Linked DNA regions of Ovis aries: region 2 is linked to region 1. The links are chromatin contacts, called in public Hi-C maps. All regions are on one chromosome and are shown on one strand. Each heading gives the region's core, a stretch centred on a gene start, on an enhancer-like site or on the middle of the called end of the contact. The rest is flanking DNA. Distances are from core to core; before and after follow the strand shown. Region 1 holds the start of HYCC2 (hyccin PI4KA lipid kinase complex subunit 2). Region 2 overlaps CFLAR (CASP8 and FADD like apoptosis regulator).

The links. Hi-C and Micro-C count contacts between places; a contact is called where the count stands out from the background.
Region 2: a Hi-C map of hypothalamus shows a contact between it and region 1, with 4 times the contacts expected there. The contact joins the enhancer-like site here to the promoter of HYCC2 in region 1. A contact is called at or near these places in 4 of 16 Hi-C or Micro-C datasets (hypothalamus, liver, muscle and 1 more).

The regions. Positions count from the first base shown.
Region 1 is chr2:203,409,972-203,417,760 of ARS-UI_Ramb_v3.0, reverse strand. HYCC2 (hyccin PI4KA lipid kinase complex subunit 2) reads left to right here and starts at 2,892. Exons shown (of 14, transcript XM_060410199.1): 1 at 2,892-2,927; 2 at 3,735-3,768. It overlaps NDUFB3 (NADH:ubiquinone oxidoreductase subunit B3), which reads right to left and starts at 2,545. Exons shown (of 4, transcript XM_060410240.1): 1 at 2,474-2,545; 2 at 163-289.
Region 2 is chr2:203,497,374-203,505,162 of ARS-UI_Ramb_v3.0, reverse strand. It overlaps CFLAR (CASP8 and FADD like apoptosis regulator), which reads right to left. Exons shown (of 11, transcript XM_060410219.1): 9 at 1,922-2,438. Among named protein-coding and RNA genes, the nearest start is that of CASP10, 18 kb to the left of the region's middle. Within about 2 kb of position 4,357, at least 32 of the 54 cell types and tissues checked have an H3K27ac peak or open chromatin away from gene starts, as enhancers often do. A contact at or near this core is called in hypothalamus, liver and tail adipose tissue, where this site is marked.

The sequences.
Region 1 (7,789 bases), core at 1,643-4,142:
GGAGGGCCACAAACCATTGTATTGTTAATACCTAACGGTTTTTGTGGGGTTTTTTTGCCCTCTCACGCCCACCCAACAAAAACCAATTTTTACTGACTTAAAGACAATCATCTCTGTTGAGAATGCATATTTTAAACTTTTGGCAATGCTTTATTTCCTAACCTGAAGGTTGGCGAATAGCTGGGGAAACAATGGAAACAGTGAGACTTTATTTTCTTGGGCTCCAAAATCACTGCAGATGGTGATTGCAGCCATGAAATTAAAAGATGCTTGCTCCCTGGAAGAAAAGCTATGACAAATGTAGACAGCATATTAAAAAGCTGAGACATTACTTTGCCAGCAAAGGTCCGTCTAGTCAAAGCTGTGGTTTTTCCAGTAGTCATGTATGGATATGAGAGTTGGACAATAAAGAAAGCTCAGCGCCAAAGAACTGATGCTTTTGAACTGTGGTGTTGGAGAAGACTCTTGAGAGTCCCTTGGACTGCAAGGAATCCAACCAGTCCATCCTAAAGGAAATCAGTCCTGAACATTCACTGGAAGGACTGATGCTGAAGCTCAAACTCCAATACTTTGGCCACCTGATGCAAAGAACTGACTCCTTGGAAAAGACCCTGATGCTAGGAAAGATTGAAGGCAGGAGGAAAAGGGAACGACAGAGGATGAGATGGTTGGATGGCATCACTGACTCAGTGGACATGAATCTGAGCAAGCTCCGGGAGTTGGTGATGGACAGGGAAGCCTGGTGTGCTGCAGTGCATGGGGTCGCAAAGAGTCAAACACGACTGAGCAACTGAAATGAACGGGATCAATTGTTTGCTTGATTATAATTTGTTTATATGTACTTATGTTTTATATAGCCTTTTTATATGTATTAGGCTCCCCTGTCCATGGGATTTTCCAGGCAAGAACACGGGAGTGGGTTGCCATTTCCTTCTCCATCTGCTATGTATATGTCACAATAAAAATTAAAATTAGATAAAGTGACTTAAACTGTGTCAAGGAGTCAGTAAGAGGTGATTAATTTCCATTTCAGAGCTGCTCAAATAAGAACAGCAAGGAAATTAGTTCAACAAGGAAAGAACATGTAATCACTAATTTTTTTCCCCACCTCATTCTATCTATGTCTGAAGTGAACCTATAACTTTGGTGAAGATCAGTCTCCACTCAAGGGAGCTGGCTCTAGTACAGAAGAGTGCAGGCGTACCTTCCCTAATAAGGAAATAAATGGGTAATGCCACTTACAATATACATAATTTCACAGTTTACCAAAGACTTTGAATTATATGTTTCAATTTCTCCTCTAAAAAATTGTTATTACCATCGGAAAATTAGAAAATTAAAGACAAATGAACTGGTTTCACCTTTAGCGTCACTTCCAGTCCCTGCATCTGTGTATAGGCAATTTAAAAAGAGTAATCATACTAAACATTAGTGTGATGACTTTGTATCTCCTTTTCACTTTAACTCTGGGTCATAAACATTCATGCCAGAAAAATCTAATTTAAAAGTTACTACAAGGACTTCCCTGGTGGTCCAGTGGTTTAGAATCTGCCATGCAATGCAGAGCAACTAAGCCTAGTGTGCCACAACTGCTGACTGCCACAACACTGACCCCAAACACTGCAACGAAAGGTCACGCATGACAAAACAAAGATCCCATGTGCTGCAACTAAGGCCGGACTGCAACCAGATAAATAAATACTAAATCTTCAAAAAAACAAATAAATAAAATTATACTATACATCCCAGGTGGCTCAGCTGTAAAGACTCCGCCTGCAATGCCGGAGATGCGTGTTGGAGCCCTGGGTCAGGAAGACCCCTTGGAGGAGGAAATGGCAATCCAGTCCAGTAATCTTGCCAGGAAAAATCCCACGGATAGAGGAACCTGGTGGGCTACAATTCATGGGGTCGCAAAGAGCCAGGGACAACTGAGCAACTCCCATGTGGCTCAGCGGTAAAGAATCCGCCTGCAATGCAGGAGATGCGGGTCCTGGGTCGGGAAGATCACCTGGAGAAGGAAGTGGCTACTCACTCCAGTATTCTTGTCTGGGAAATTCCATGGACAGAGGAGCCTGGTGGGCAACTGTCCATGGAGTCACAAAAGAGCCAGACACGAGTTAGCGACTAAAGAACAACAACAAACACAGGTTCGTGAGGCAGGCATTGTAAATTTACAAACTTTCAATTCGAGGATGGTTGTGCCATCATTCGATTCAAAGGTAAACCAAAAAAACACGGGGTGGCCGAGGAGGAAAAAAAGGGTTTGGACTTAACTATAGTGATTCTCACTGCATCCTACAGCCACCCCTCAACTACTCCAGGACTTCATTGTTCTCTCCTGACAGTTCTTCGATTCTTTCCCTCTTGAGCACTCTCATCATCCTCCATTTAGTCTCTCCCTTTTGACAATCCTCAGAATAGAGTCTCATTTTTATTCCCCAGCGAGAGATCTCCCAAAAGCTCCCCAATTTACCTGACAGCAATCTGACCTCTCAGGACACTCAAGATTCACCCCTCCAGCCAGCGGCAACCGGAAACGGAAGTTGTCACCTCGAGTGACTTACGGCAGGAAACCAGAGGAGAAATTAAACATTTTTGTGCTGGGTCACAGATTCCTGGACCAGTGGAGGTGACATGAAGCCTGCCTGAAGTGGACATTTCCCCCGCATATCTGTGCATCTGTAGTTTGGCCGAGGTAAGGGAAACTGTGGAGGACAGAGGGTGAGGAAGGCGCGACCTCGTCTTGCTAGGAGGCCGGAATCTTTAGACGCTGCACAGAAGGAGGGCCGCGGGCATTCTGCTACCAATCAGCGGCACCGTTGTTGGAGCGTGGAATCACCCAATGAGACGGCGGGTTGTTGCGCTGCAGTTGGCAGCCTGCTGTGGGAGGCGGTGGCGGTAAGAAGCCGGAGGCAGCGGGGTGACAGGTAGGCGGCGGCGCTGTCTTTGGGGGACGCGGAGTGCCAGATAGGAAGGATTTTCTTCTTCTCAGCCACAGGAGCTATAGACGGGATCTGCCGAGGGTGGTCTGGGAAGGCGTTAGCCCTAGTTTTGGTGGTTCCGGAACCACTAGGAGATAGGTAGCCGCTTGGAAGGGTCGCGAGGAGGAGAAGCAGTCGAGGCGGGTGGAGGCTGAGCCCTGCGGGGCGACGTGGGAGCCTCGGGCGTGGGGGGCTGCGGTGGCGCTGGCGGAGACCGGAGAGAGGTGGGAGCAAGACGGTGTTGTGAAGGCTGGAGGAATTCCTTGTATGGAGCTCAGAGAGAGAAGAGGACACGGCATTGCAAACACCTGAGAGAAATCCTAGGGTTTGCTTCTTCCTAGGGCCATTTCTCAGAGTGGGAACGGGGGTAGCGATGAAGAAAAATATATATTGGCAGTGAGATAGTTGAGACTTCATAGCTGTACATTATGTAACCCTTGGCTGTTATTTACGCAAACAACTAGGTTGTCCCTCCTGGAAAGAGGAGGTCTTGCAACCTATTAATGTGTCTGAGTAGTTTTTTTGTTTTTTTCCCCCTGTTGGTTTGACTGTTTTCTATCCCGGCAGGCTCTGTGGGCGAAGAACCATGAAGGATAGAGTAGTCACGAAGAGCTTATCCCAAATATGGACTTGGGTTGAGAGATGTGTTAGTTTGAGATGAGCGTGGCCAGGTTCACGTTTTGTAGTTCGTGAATTTATTTGTTTTAAGGGTCATGACTGATTACAAATTTTTTTTTTTCCCCAAATCTTAAGGGAAGTGGAGACGCTCGAAAATCTATAGCAGAAGGTAAGTACAACTTGGAAAATGACTAGAAAATTAGTTGGTAATTTTTTCTTTTTTCACTCCCTAAATATTGTGGACGTTAGAGACTGAAAATGAGATGGTGGTCTGATTTTTTTGTGGGGGTGGGAAGGGAGGGGAAGTTATCTTTAAGTAATTTGCTCCCTAAGTCTGGGAAACTAGTTATGAATTATTTATTTCTAAGGTTTAAAAAGTATGTCCTTTGACCCTCTCCGATAGAGGTAAACTGTGTTTACAGATATAATTCTAAGTTTCTGTCACTCATTTGCACTTTGAAATGTAGAATTAAAATGGAATTCCATTCACTGTGTATTATGGAATGACATATTACATTAAAAAGCTTGATTTTTTATAGCGCATTGGAAAGCAGTTTTAAAAGAGGCATTGTACATTTCTAAAATGTAAGCTGATTGAAATGTTGCCTTTATCTTAGACTATAAAGACTAATGTAGTATTTATTAGCAAGTATATAATTTTTCTGAGCTTAATACTGCATGTCAGAACTTTCCAAAATTCTTTTTTTTCCTATTATTGATGATTTATATTAGTATATCCCAGAAACTAAATTAGGAACTTTTTTTCCTCTAAATGTCATTTGGTAAAGAGTGTTGGATCATTAAGAGTTTGTTCTGAAATGTTTAGAGTACTGGGATATTTATCTGTTTCAGATAAAATTTTGATACTTGGTATTTCATTCTTCCTTATCTTTTGGCAAGAATAATACTCAGTCACGAAGAACAGTTCTGCTTCTATTTTAGGTGCAGTTCTGTAGTGTGAGTACCTATGAACAAATCTCTGTTTTCATGCAGGTTATGTGTATCTTGTGTGTATATGTATGTGTTTCTTCTTATATAACCAGCCTACTAGAGATGTCTTAGAGAATGGCTGATTCTAAATGGCCAGTAGGTGTCATTGTTGAATGCGATAAAGTTGAACATTGAATAGGAAATAAGCAAGTGATTTAAGGAACGCTAATCCAAATCAGAATATAATAATAATTGGCTGATTATTTATATGTGATTAGAAATTATCTTTTCTAGTGCATTTCCATATTGAAGCTGTTTATAAGGGATTCGGAATAAAGGCTGTGAAGAAGTATTGTTTGCTCAAAAATGGACCTTGAAAGCCTGTTTTTCTAATCCAGCTCTTAAACTGTCTTGACAAGCAATATGGATTAGGATTGTTTGATTTTTTTTCATACATTTTTGGCATTCTGTAGTAATTTATTAGGTTTTAGAACGATTAAGGTTTTTAGCTTGACTGGGTTTTATAATAGAAAAATAATGCTACATACTGAAAAACTAAAATAATAAAATATGAGCAGAAAGTCTCCAAACAAGTTATCAGCTGCACAAAATAATACTTTGTTATTGTTCTTTTAATGCAGGAACAGAGGAATTTTTGTCTTTTTCTATGGCTTAGTTTTTTGATGTCCAAAATAGCTTCTTTTTACATTTTTATCTGACTAGTAGACTATGTGTTTTTCTCAGGATGATGAGCTGAGCATTCATCTAAAATGTAATATAATGGGTTCTGGAGGGAGCTGGCACAGAAAACTCTAGGTTGCTTAGGGCTGCTGTTAGTACAGCCCCTTACCTGCTATGCTTTCTGCTGTGCTCTTGCCACTTTGTAGCTCTGCTTCTTTTGTTTGCTATTGATACAATGTTTAAAAATATGATTGGAAAATATTTTTAAAATTTAAAAAAGCAGAGTTGGACCTAATTCAGGAATTCTCCATGAAAGTGAGGAGTTACATATATATCAGAATAATCTTAAGAGTTAAAAGAAAAAAAGGTACACATGCATCTCCATGATATCATCTCCACTTTGTTGAAGAATCTTAGTGGTAGGGAGAATATGAGGAAGGTAGATATATTTTGAAGGAAAAATAAATCCCCTAGATGATATGGTTTACCACAGGCTTCCACTTGAGAATCATTGATCTCATTTAAGGCTCTCCCAATGTGGTGTGAACCAGAACAGTAGTTTTAGCTTGAGACAAAGGGCTTCTAAATCTATCAATATATTATAGCTCAATAAATTTTTACCATTTATTGTCATAACTGGGATGGACTTTCTAGCCAGGAGCTAAAGTTGCCAGAAATAAAAATTGTGCTGAATGTTTTGGTTGGAATTAGTTTTTACTTGGCACTTAGCTCCTTTACATAAACCAAGCTAATTTCTTTCATTATTCAAACCTGTTCTCTTAATGTCTCTGAAAGCTATCTAGTTCTAACACTAGAATTGGGAAATAAGAATTTGAAGTTTCTTCTTTTTGGTTGTGCTGAGTCTTTATTGCTGCACAGGCTCTTTAGTTGTAGAGATCAGGAGCTACTCTCTTAATTTTGGTGCGAGGGCGTCTCGTTACGGTGGCTTCTCTTGTTTTGGAGTGTGGGCTCTAGGGCTTCAGTAGTTGTAGAGCACAGGCTCAGTAGTTGTGGCGCATGGGCTTAGTTGCTCTGAGGCATGTGGGATCCTCCCAGATCAGGGATGGAACCCTTGTCTCCTAAATCGGCAGGTGGATACTTTACCACTGAGCTACCAGGGAAGCCTGGAAGTTTTCTTGATGAAAGGGTTTTTCTTGCAATATTGCTATGGTATGATGAAGATATAAACTCATCTTTTGGTTAAAAAAAAATAATAATATAAAAACTTGAAATTGTGAATGTGTTAACTTTGACACAGGGTATGTTTAGAAATTCATGATTCATCCTTTTAAATCCTAGATGTTCTATTTAGGTATTTGTCTTCCATGGAGACAGGTATGAGAAAAAATAAATGTGTAGACTTTATTTTTAGAGAAAGGAATAAAAAACTCAATTATGTAATATATTAAGAGGTATGACATTGTTTATAAAATTATAATTCTTTCTCAGTTTGAGATACAACTGCAAAAAATGTAGTCATAAAATAATGGTACGTGGCACTTAAATTGTTAAATGGCAAAGCATAGATTCCATAATAGTTATTTTATTCTATTGCAAAATACTGAACTTCCAAAAAGGTTAGAATCAAACTTATCTATCACTTTTATCATTATAAATCCTTGGCTTTTTTTATTGAGGTATAATTGACATTATCCATTGACCCTTGGTATTGCTTGATTCTTATTTAGCTCTAAGATTTATCAGTTTACCTCTTTAAATTCCTTTCTACATATCTTTTTTTTTTGAAAAATGGGTGGAGGGAGTTGGATACTGAGAGAGGAGTGAAATTTATGCTTTTTACATATTCTTTTGTACTGAGGCTTAATTTTATTTTTTAATTGACTTTTTAGAGTAGTTTTAGGTTCATAGCAAAATTAAGTAGAAAATACAGAGAGTTCCTATACACCCTCTCACACATGCATGGCTTCCAGTACACCCCACAGAGTGGTGCATTTGTCACAGTTGATGAGCCCACGTTGACATCACCCGAAGTCCATGGTTTGCACTAGGGTTCAGTTTGGGTATTGTACACTGTATGGGTTTGGACAAATGTATACTGACATATTAAGACTTTTTAATCAGCTTGTATTCCTTTTATATTTCTTTTTAAATGAGAAAGAGAGTGGGGGAGGGGAAAGTCTCTTACTCTATACCTCATACTTTATAATAGTATTGTAAAACTGATAAAGTGGACATGAAGTGCTGTAAGATCTAAAGTTAATATGAATTTTCAGTCTGTCACAGTACCTACTGTTTTATTGATTGTGGGGAGAAAAACTAAAGGGGACAATTATTTCTATTCTTCAGGGTTCTGTTGTCAAATCTCTTGTCATTTAGTACCCTCTCTCTGATGTTACTCAGCATCTAATCTAGTTGCCTGCAAGATGGGAATGATCTGCAGATTCCCTGTGCATGTGTGCTCAGTCATGTCCGCTGTTTGCGACCCCATGGACTGTAGCCCGCCAGGCTCCTCTGTCCATGGGATTCTCCAGGCAAGAACGCTGGAGTGGGTTGCCATTTCCTCCTCCAGGAAATCTTCCCGACCCAGGGATCAAACCCGCATCTCCTGCTTCTCCTAC
Region 2 (7,789 bases), core at 3,108-5,607, 86 kb before region 1:
GAATGTAAAAGGCCAGGCCAACGATGTGGCTGGCCCATGGCATTTCCACCGTGGAAGGCTGAGTCACCGCTGCTCTAGCCCTCCCCTTACTGTTGAGCCATTCCTGAGGAGGCTAGGTGTCCTGGGCCCTGAGATTTATTCCTAGGGTCTCCCAAGCGACAAAAGATGCCTTTCACAAGTGACTTGGAGATACTATAAATTGTTATTAGTGGGAAACTGAAAAGGGACTACTAATCTTCATTTGAGGCACAGTGAGGCTTGCTTCCACCTAAAGGAACACCAGACCACTCACTAATGGTTCCCTTAGAAAAGTATTCTTGCCAATAAACACCAAAAATGTCCAAGTAACAAAGACTTGCAAATCTGTACAATCTGGTACCATTTTTTACCCATCAAACTGTCAAGACGTGGGGAAATAAAAGAGCACACAGTATTAGTGAGAACTCAGGGATATCGACAGTCTCATAAAAGCAGGCCTATGAGAATTCCCTGGCAGTCCAGTGGTTAGGACTCAGTGTTCTCACGACCAGGGTTCTGGGTTCAATCCCTGATTGAGAAACTATAGTCCCTCAAGCCACATGGCATGGCCAAAATTTTTTTTGAAAAGCTGGTCTAACTGATCTAGAAGACAATCTGATAAGATGTATCAGAGGTTTTTAACATGCTTATTGGACTTCCCTGGTGGTCCAATGGTTAAGAGCCTGCCTGCCAATGCCGGGGACAAGTGTTTGATTCCTGTTCTGGGAAGATTTCACATGCCAGAGGGTAACTAAGCCTGTGTGCTACAATTACTGAGCCCATACTCTACAGTTTGTGCTCTGCAACAAGAGAAATCACTGCAATGAGAAGTCTGCAGACTGCAAGGAAGAGCAGCCACCACTCTCTGCAACTAAAGAAAAGCCTGAGTGCAGCAAGGAAGACCCAGTGAGGTCATAAATAAATAAACATATTTTTTAATGCTTGCCATTGGACCCAGTAATTCCACTTCTGGGAATTTTCCCCTCAATAAAACAATTAAGAATAAGCACAAATACTGACCTAAAAAGATGTAAAAATATTGCCCAATGCAAAACATTGCCCAATGACTAAAGACTGGCCAAGGAAATTATGCTATAACCATATTAGGGACTACTCTGCGTAGTAAAATGCTATAGAAACATGATTCCTGACATGTAAAAATAAGCTGTTACACAAAGTAAAAGCATGTTATAAAATAACAGTAGATTATTATTTCATTTTGGCTTAAAACACATGTTTATGTATAACTGTATGGGATCCAAAAAAGATCTGGGAGGCAATATATTGAGATTTGGTTAACAGGTTGGTTCTGGTAAGTTGGATTAAAACCGCTTGTTATGCTCTGCCTTCAGCATCTATATCTCATGGTTTGTTGGTGGTGGTGGTGGTTTTTTTCTAGTAAGGAGCATGCATTGCTTTTGTAATAAGAAAAAATAAACATTTCTTAATTTTGAAGGAAAATATCCAAACCACAAGCTCTACTAAATATCCTTCTAAGGCACAAAGCATTCATAAACTGTGCAGAATCTATCTCAGACTCTTAAGGAAACTGCAACAAGGGTTGAAAAAAAAAACCCTGAAGAGAAGGGCATCAAACAGTGGCACTTCCATCTTAGTGCCTGTGTGCATGCTAAGCCGCTTTAGTCATGTCCATCTCTTTGCGACCCTAAAGACTGTAGCCTGCCAGGCTCCTCTGTCCATGGGATTCTCCAGGCAAGAATACTGAAGTGGGTTGCCATGCCCTCCTCCAGGGGATTTTCCCAACCCAGGGATGGAACCCGCATCTCTTATGTCTCCTGTGTTGGCAGGTGGGTTTTTTACCACTAGCACCACTTGGGAAGACCCTTCCATCTTGGCAGCAGAACAACTGGGGCCAGGATCCACCACAGCTTGGGAGGCTCACCTTTCTTTCCACAGTTTCTGGGAGAGGCACCGCAGGTACAATGAGGGTGAGCTGGAGGGTCCCTCCAGCAGGGACACATCTGCTTTGCACAGGCTCCAGAAGAAGTCAGCTTCTCGGTGAATCAAATCCTGGTAGGCCCCAGGCTGCCTGGCCTTGGATTCTGCACTTTTCACTGACGGCCCGTCCACCTCTAGGAAGCTGCTGTCCTCCAGCTGGCCCTCTGATTTCACATAGCTCTGAATGAAAAAGAGCTTTGGCTTCCCTGAGAGAGAGGGGCACATGTCTGCCATGAACATTCTTCTGATATGATCCAAAGGAACCCCAGAGTGAGTCTGATCCACACCAAACACGCTCTGGGAGCCCCCTCGGCTCACCAGGATACACGCAAAGCTGTCAGAGTCTCGGTGCTGGGGCATCTGGGCAACCTGGCGTAGAATGTTGGTTATATCTCTCATAGTGAGATATAAGAAATGCCTGACTTCATAGCCTAGGAAAGTGAAGGTGTCACGAAGAATGTCTGGAAAAAACAAAGATGAAAAACAACATAGGAGTAAGGAAAGGTCAAGAGACACTGGGTCACAATCCTAAACATGGTCTCATCTCCATTATTTGTCTGTTTCTGCTTTTTGTGTCATAGTTTGAGACTTTACCCTGGTGGTTCAGACGGTAAAGAATCTGTCTGCAGTGAAGGTTCTATCCCTGGGTTGGGAAAATCTGCTGGAGAAGCAAATGGCTACTCACGCCAGTATTCTTTCCTGGAGAATTTCAGGAACAAAGAAGCCTGGAGGGCTACAGTCCATGGAGTTGCAAAAAGTTGGACATGACTGAGCAACTAACATTTTCTCTTCTGAGGCTTTAAAGGTCCTGAGCAGAGAAGGTAATGGCACCCCACTCCAGTATTGCCTGGAGAATGCCATGGACGGAGAAGCCTGGTGGGCTGCAGTCTATGGGGTTGCTAAGAGTCAGACACGACTGATCGGCTTCACTTTCACTTTTCACTTTCAAGCAATGGAGAAGGAAATGGCAACCCACTTCAGTGTTCTTGCCTGGAGAATCCCAGGGACAGGGGAGCCTGGTGGGCTGCCATCTCTGGGATCACACAGAGTCGGACACGACTGAAGCGACTTAGCAGCAGCAGCAGCAAAGGTCCTGAGAATGGGTCAGGAGGATAGAACCAGCCTAAAACATGACTTATGTGACTCATGTCCCAGCTTCACAGCCATGATCTGTCCCGCTACATTCTCTTTCCCTGAGGCCACCGCCACATCTGGCCTCAGGCATGGACTGAGCCCACCTCTCATCTACATGAGAGTGAAAAACACTTTTTCTTTTCAACCAAAACTTTTGTTCAAGGGGCTCCTTCTTAAAATAACCCAGTTCATAGGAATGGGTGCATTTGCAGAGCACAGATCTAAATCTAGATCCAACGGCCACAGAACCTCCCTCCCACCTTGTATTTTGGGCTTCTCTGATGGCTCAGATGGTAAAGTACCTGCCTGCAGTGCCGAAGACTTAGGTTCAATCCCTGGGTCGGGAAGGTCCCCTGGAGAATGGAATGGCAACCCACTCCAGTATTGTTGCCTGGAGAATTCCATGGATAGAGGAGCCTGGCAGGCTACAGTCCATGGGATCACGAAGAGTCAGATACAACTGAGTGACTAACACTTTCACTTCCCTTTTCAATTCACCAGTATGTCAGCAAAAGGCAACGATGATAACCATCACCTAAGAATGTAGTTAAACTATTCACTGTTGTCCTTCTGCCAGACCAAGAGGTAAGGGCAAAAAAACCACTGAATTATATGTATATATATGTGTGTGTGTGTGTGTGTATAAATAAATAAATAAATATATACATACATAAAATGCCATAATGAAGAGATATAAAGAAGGGGCCAATCTCTTTAAAATCCTACAAAGCAACCTCACTTGTCTACATAGGGTCTCGGAGTGCTAGACAAGGCGCAGCAGCACCTCCTGCTAGGCAAGGTTTCTGAGGGTGTAGGCAAGGCTTCAGTGCCCAGTTCTGTGCTCAGCTGGGGCTGTACCATGAGAGAACCTGGACGGGGACTCCAGTGCCATCCCCTCTGCTTTGTTCCAAACTCTCCCTTTCAGGAGTCACTCTCCAGTCATGGAGCATTCTCTCCCCTAGGGGGCAGAAGCAAACAGAGAAACACCAGACTCAAAGCTCTTTTGTTTACTTGTCTCAGACTGGCCTAGTCCCCTCAAAAGCCTCTTTTCACTGATAGACTGACTCCCTTATCAAAGCCCTTGAAAGAAAGCCACTTCCTCCCTTTCCATCCTTGTATGCAGGGGTCTGAACAGAACCCATGCTGTCCTGCGCCTTACTTAATTTCATGTTTTGATCTGGGCTGCCCGCAGGCTCTGGCCAGGCTGTCTCATAGAACCATGCTGTCCTGCGCCTTACTTAATTTCTTGCTTTGATCTGGGCTGCCCGCAGGCTCTGGCTGGGCTGTCGCAAGGCAGTCGGCAGGCCACTGCATGAAACTGGGTAAAAGAGGAAGTCTTGGAATCACAAGGTCTGAGTTTCAGTCCTGACTCCTCTACCCACATACGGGTCTAAACCTTGTCTGGTCCTGAAAGAAGGCTAACTTACGCTAACAGAAGAGCTAAGAAGGAGACGGGAATCTGCGGTCTAGAAGAACAGAAGGAAAAAAAATAAAGCTGGAAGCGGATCCAAAAGCCATACAGGTCCTCAAGGCCAAGTATAAGGCCAATCAGAATACCAGACCTGAATGGGCCTCAGACAAAGACGAGGATCCCTTAAAATATTCCTGAGGCAACAGTCACTCAATGGACACGGTCTGAAGGGATCCCAGCTGGCATTTCCCATTAATAACACACCTTTTCTCTATCAGATGATGAGGACTGAGGCTAGCTGTTGTTTCTTCTTGACCCAGCAAGAACATGGATATAAGCCAGTCTATACAGGATCAAGATCATGATAGTGTGGCTTTGAAGAAATGACATTTGTAACTTACTCATCTATAAAATGGATCAGTGACTAAACCATGTCTTCCAGAAGGTGGCTGTAAGGATCCACTGAAATTTCTGTCAAGATGCTTTGCAAACTGTGAGTGCTTATTCAAATATAAGATAATAGTTTGGGGACTTCCCCTGTGGTCCTGCGGTTAAGAATTCACTTGCCAATGCAGGGCACATGGGTTCGATCCCTGGTCCAGGAAGATCCCACATGCCATGGGGCAGCGAAGCCCGTGTGCTGCAACTACCAAACCCTGCGTGCCTAGAGCCTGTGCTCCACAACAAGAGAAGCCACTGCAACGGGAAGCCAGCCCACCACAACAGGGCAGCCCCTGCTCACCGCAACCAGAGAAAGCCCGTGTGCAGCAACAAGGACCCAGCACAGTCCAAAATAAATATAAAATAAGTAAATAAAACATTTTTTTAAGATATTAGTTTTAAAGAATATAAAGGCAGCCACTTCAGCACAAATCATGGAGCCTGCCTGCAATGCCTCTCTTGTATGGAATCTACTTCCTTAGAAACCAGTGCGCTAAGTCACTTCAGTTGTGTCCAACTCTGTGTAACTCCATGGAGGCTACAGTCCATAGGGTTGCACAAGCAAGAATACTGGAGTGGGTTGCTATTTCCTTCTCCAGGAGATCTTCCCAACTCAGGGATCAAACCCATGTTTCTTATGTCTCCTGCATGGGCAGGCAGGTTCTTTAGCACTAGTGCCACCTGGGAAGCCCCTTAGAGTGAAAGCTAACTAAAATGGACACAGAGTGGCCAGATTTAGATGCTGCACTCCCATGTATCAACAGTAACTTCTCTGTCTTTCTTTGCAAATAGGGGAAGAAAAAGGTGGGTGTTGAGTCTGGAAAATAAAACTTCAGCCAACTGCAGAAGTCCCACTTCTCCTACTCATCTTGGAAACTCCACACCTGACCCAGCCCTATCTCTGTAAAATTCAGCTGTTCCTTTATTAACTTCCTGAGAGGGGTTTATTCTGGCCTGACAGTACAGGGCGGTTGGGGAAAAGCTAGAATCAGCATTGCCCACCAATTTGGGGACTACTGAGATGAAATTCAAAAAATTAAACACAGTAAAATGTCATGACTCCATTCAATTAGAATGTGTTTTGACTGAAATGAGCTCACATTTATCTTAATACTATCTACAAAATGGGATTCATTAAATAAAAGTATAGAATAAAAAAGGAAGGGTGGCTGCTTCAGCAGTCTATTTACAATCACTTATTGAGTAACTTTAATAAACCCAGCTTAAGTTATTACAAAGCACATGAATGCAACTCAAGTGTGCAGCATATTCTTAGTGGAAAGGGGAGTTTTGAGGTCAAACATGGAGGACAAATGCAAGACTGACAATACTTAACCAGGTTTCTTTACTCAGAAGTAAAGACTGCTCAGAAGCTTTAAGGCCAACATGCATCGCAAAGCTCTTAAAGGGGAACAAATTATTCTCATCTATTAAAACTCGCTTGACCTCAAAACTCATGCTTTACAAAGTTCCTCTTCCTTGTGTTAGAGAAACACTGTGGTTACAGGATACAGATGAAGTAGACCATGTAGTTCTTATTCATCAAGAAGCCCACACTCTTGTTGGGAAAGCAAACTAGATCAGTCATTTCCGTTGCTCAGTTGTGTCCAACTATTTGCAACTCTGTGGACTGCAGCACGTCAGGCTTCCCTGCCCATCACCAACTCCTGGAGCTTGCTCAAACTCATGTCCATCGAGTCAGTGATGCCATCCATCTGATCATCTATCGTCCCCTTCTCCTCCTGCTTTCAACCTTTCCCAGCATCAAGGGTGGCATCAGGTAGCCAAACTATTGGAGTTTCAGCTTTAGCATCAGTCCTTCCAATGGACACCCAGGACTGATCTCCTTTAGAATGGACTGGTTGGATCTCCTTGCAGTCCAAGGGACTCTCAAGAGTCTTCTCCAACACCGTAGTTCAAAAGCATCAATACTTCAGCACTTAGCTTTCTTTAGAGTCCAACTTTCACATCTATACAAGACTACCAGAAAAACCACAGCCTTGGCTAGATGGACATTTGTGGGCAAAGTAATGTCTCTGCTTCTTAATATGCTGTCTAGGTTGGTTATAGCTTTTCTTCAAAGGAACAAGTGTCTTTTAATTTCATGGCTGCAGTCAACATCTGCAGTGATCTCGGAGCCCAAGAAAATAAAGTCTGTCACTGTCTCCATTGTTTCCCCATCTATTTGCCATGAAGTGATGGGACCGGATGCCATGATCTTCATTTTCTGAATGTTGAGCTTTAAGCCAGCTTTTTCACTCTCCTCTTTCACTTTCATCAAGAGGCTCTTTAGTTCCTCTTCACTTTCTGCCATAAGGGTGGTGTCATCTGCGTATCTGAGGTTATTGATATTTTTCCTGGCAATCTTGATTCCAGTTTGTACTTCATCCAGCCTGGCATTTCTCATGATGTACTCTGCATATAAGTTAAATAAGCAGGGTGACAATATACAGCCTTGAGGTACACCTTTCCCAATTTGGAACCAGTCTGTTGTTTCATGTCCAGTCCTAACTGTTGCTTCTTGACCCGCATACAGATTTCTCAGGAGGTATGTCAGGTGGTCTGGTATTCCCATCTCTTTAAGAATTTCCCACAGTTTATTATGATCCACACAGTCAAAGGCTTTGGCATAGTCAATAAAGCAGAAATAGATGTTTTTCTGGAATTCTCTTTCTTTTTCTATGATTGCCAAAGGATGTTGGCAATTTGATCTCTGGTTCCTCTGCCTTTTCTAAACCCAGTTTGAACATCTGGAAGTTCTTGGTTCACGTACTGTTGAAGCCTGGCTTGCAGAATTTTGAGCATTACTTTTCTAGGGTGTGAGAT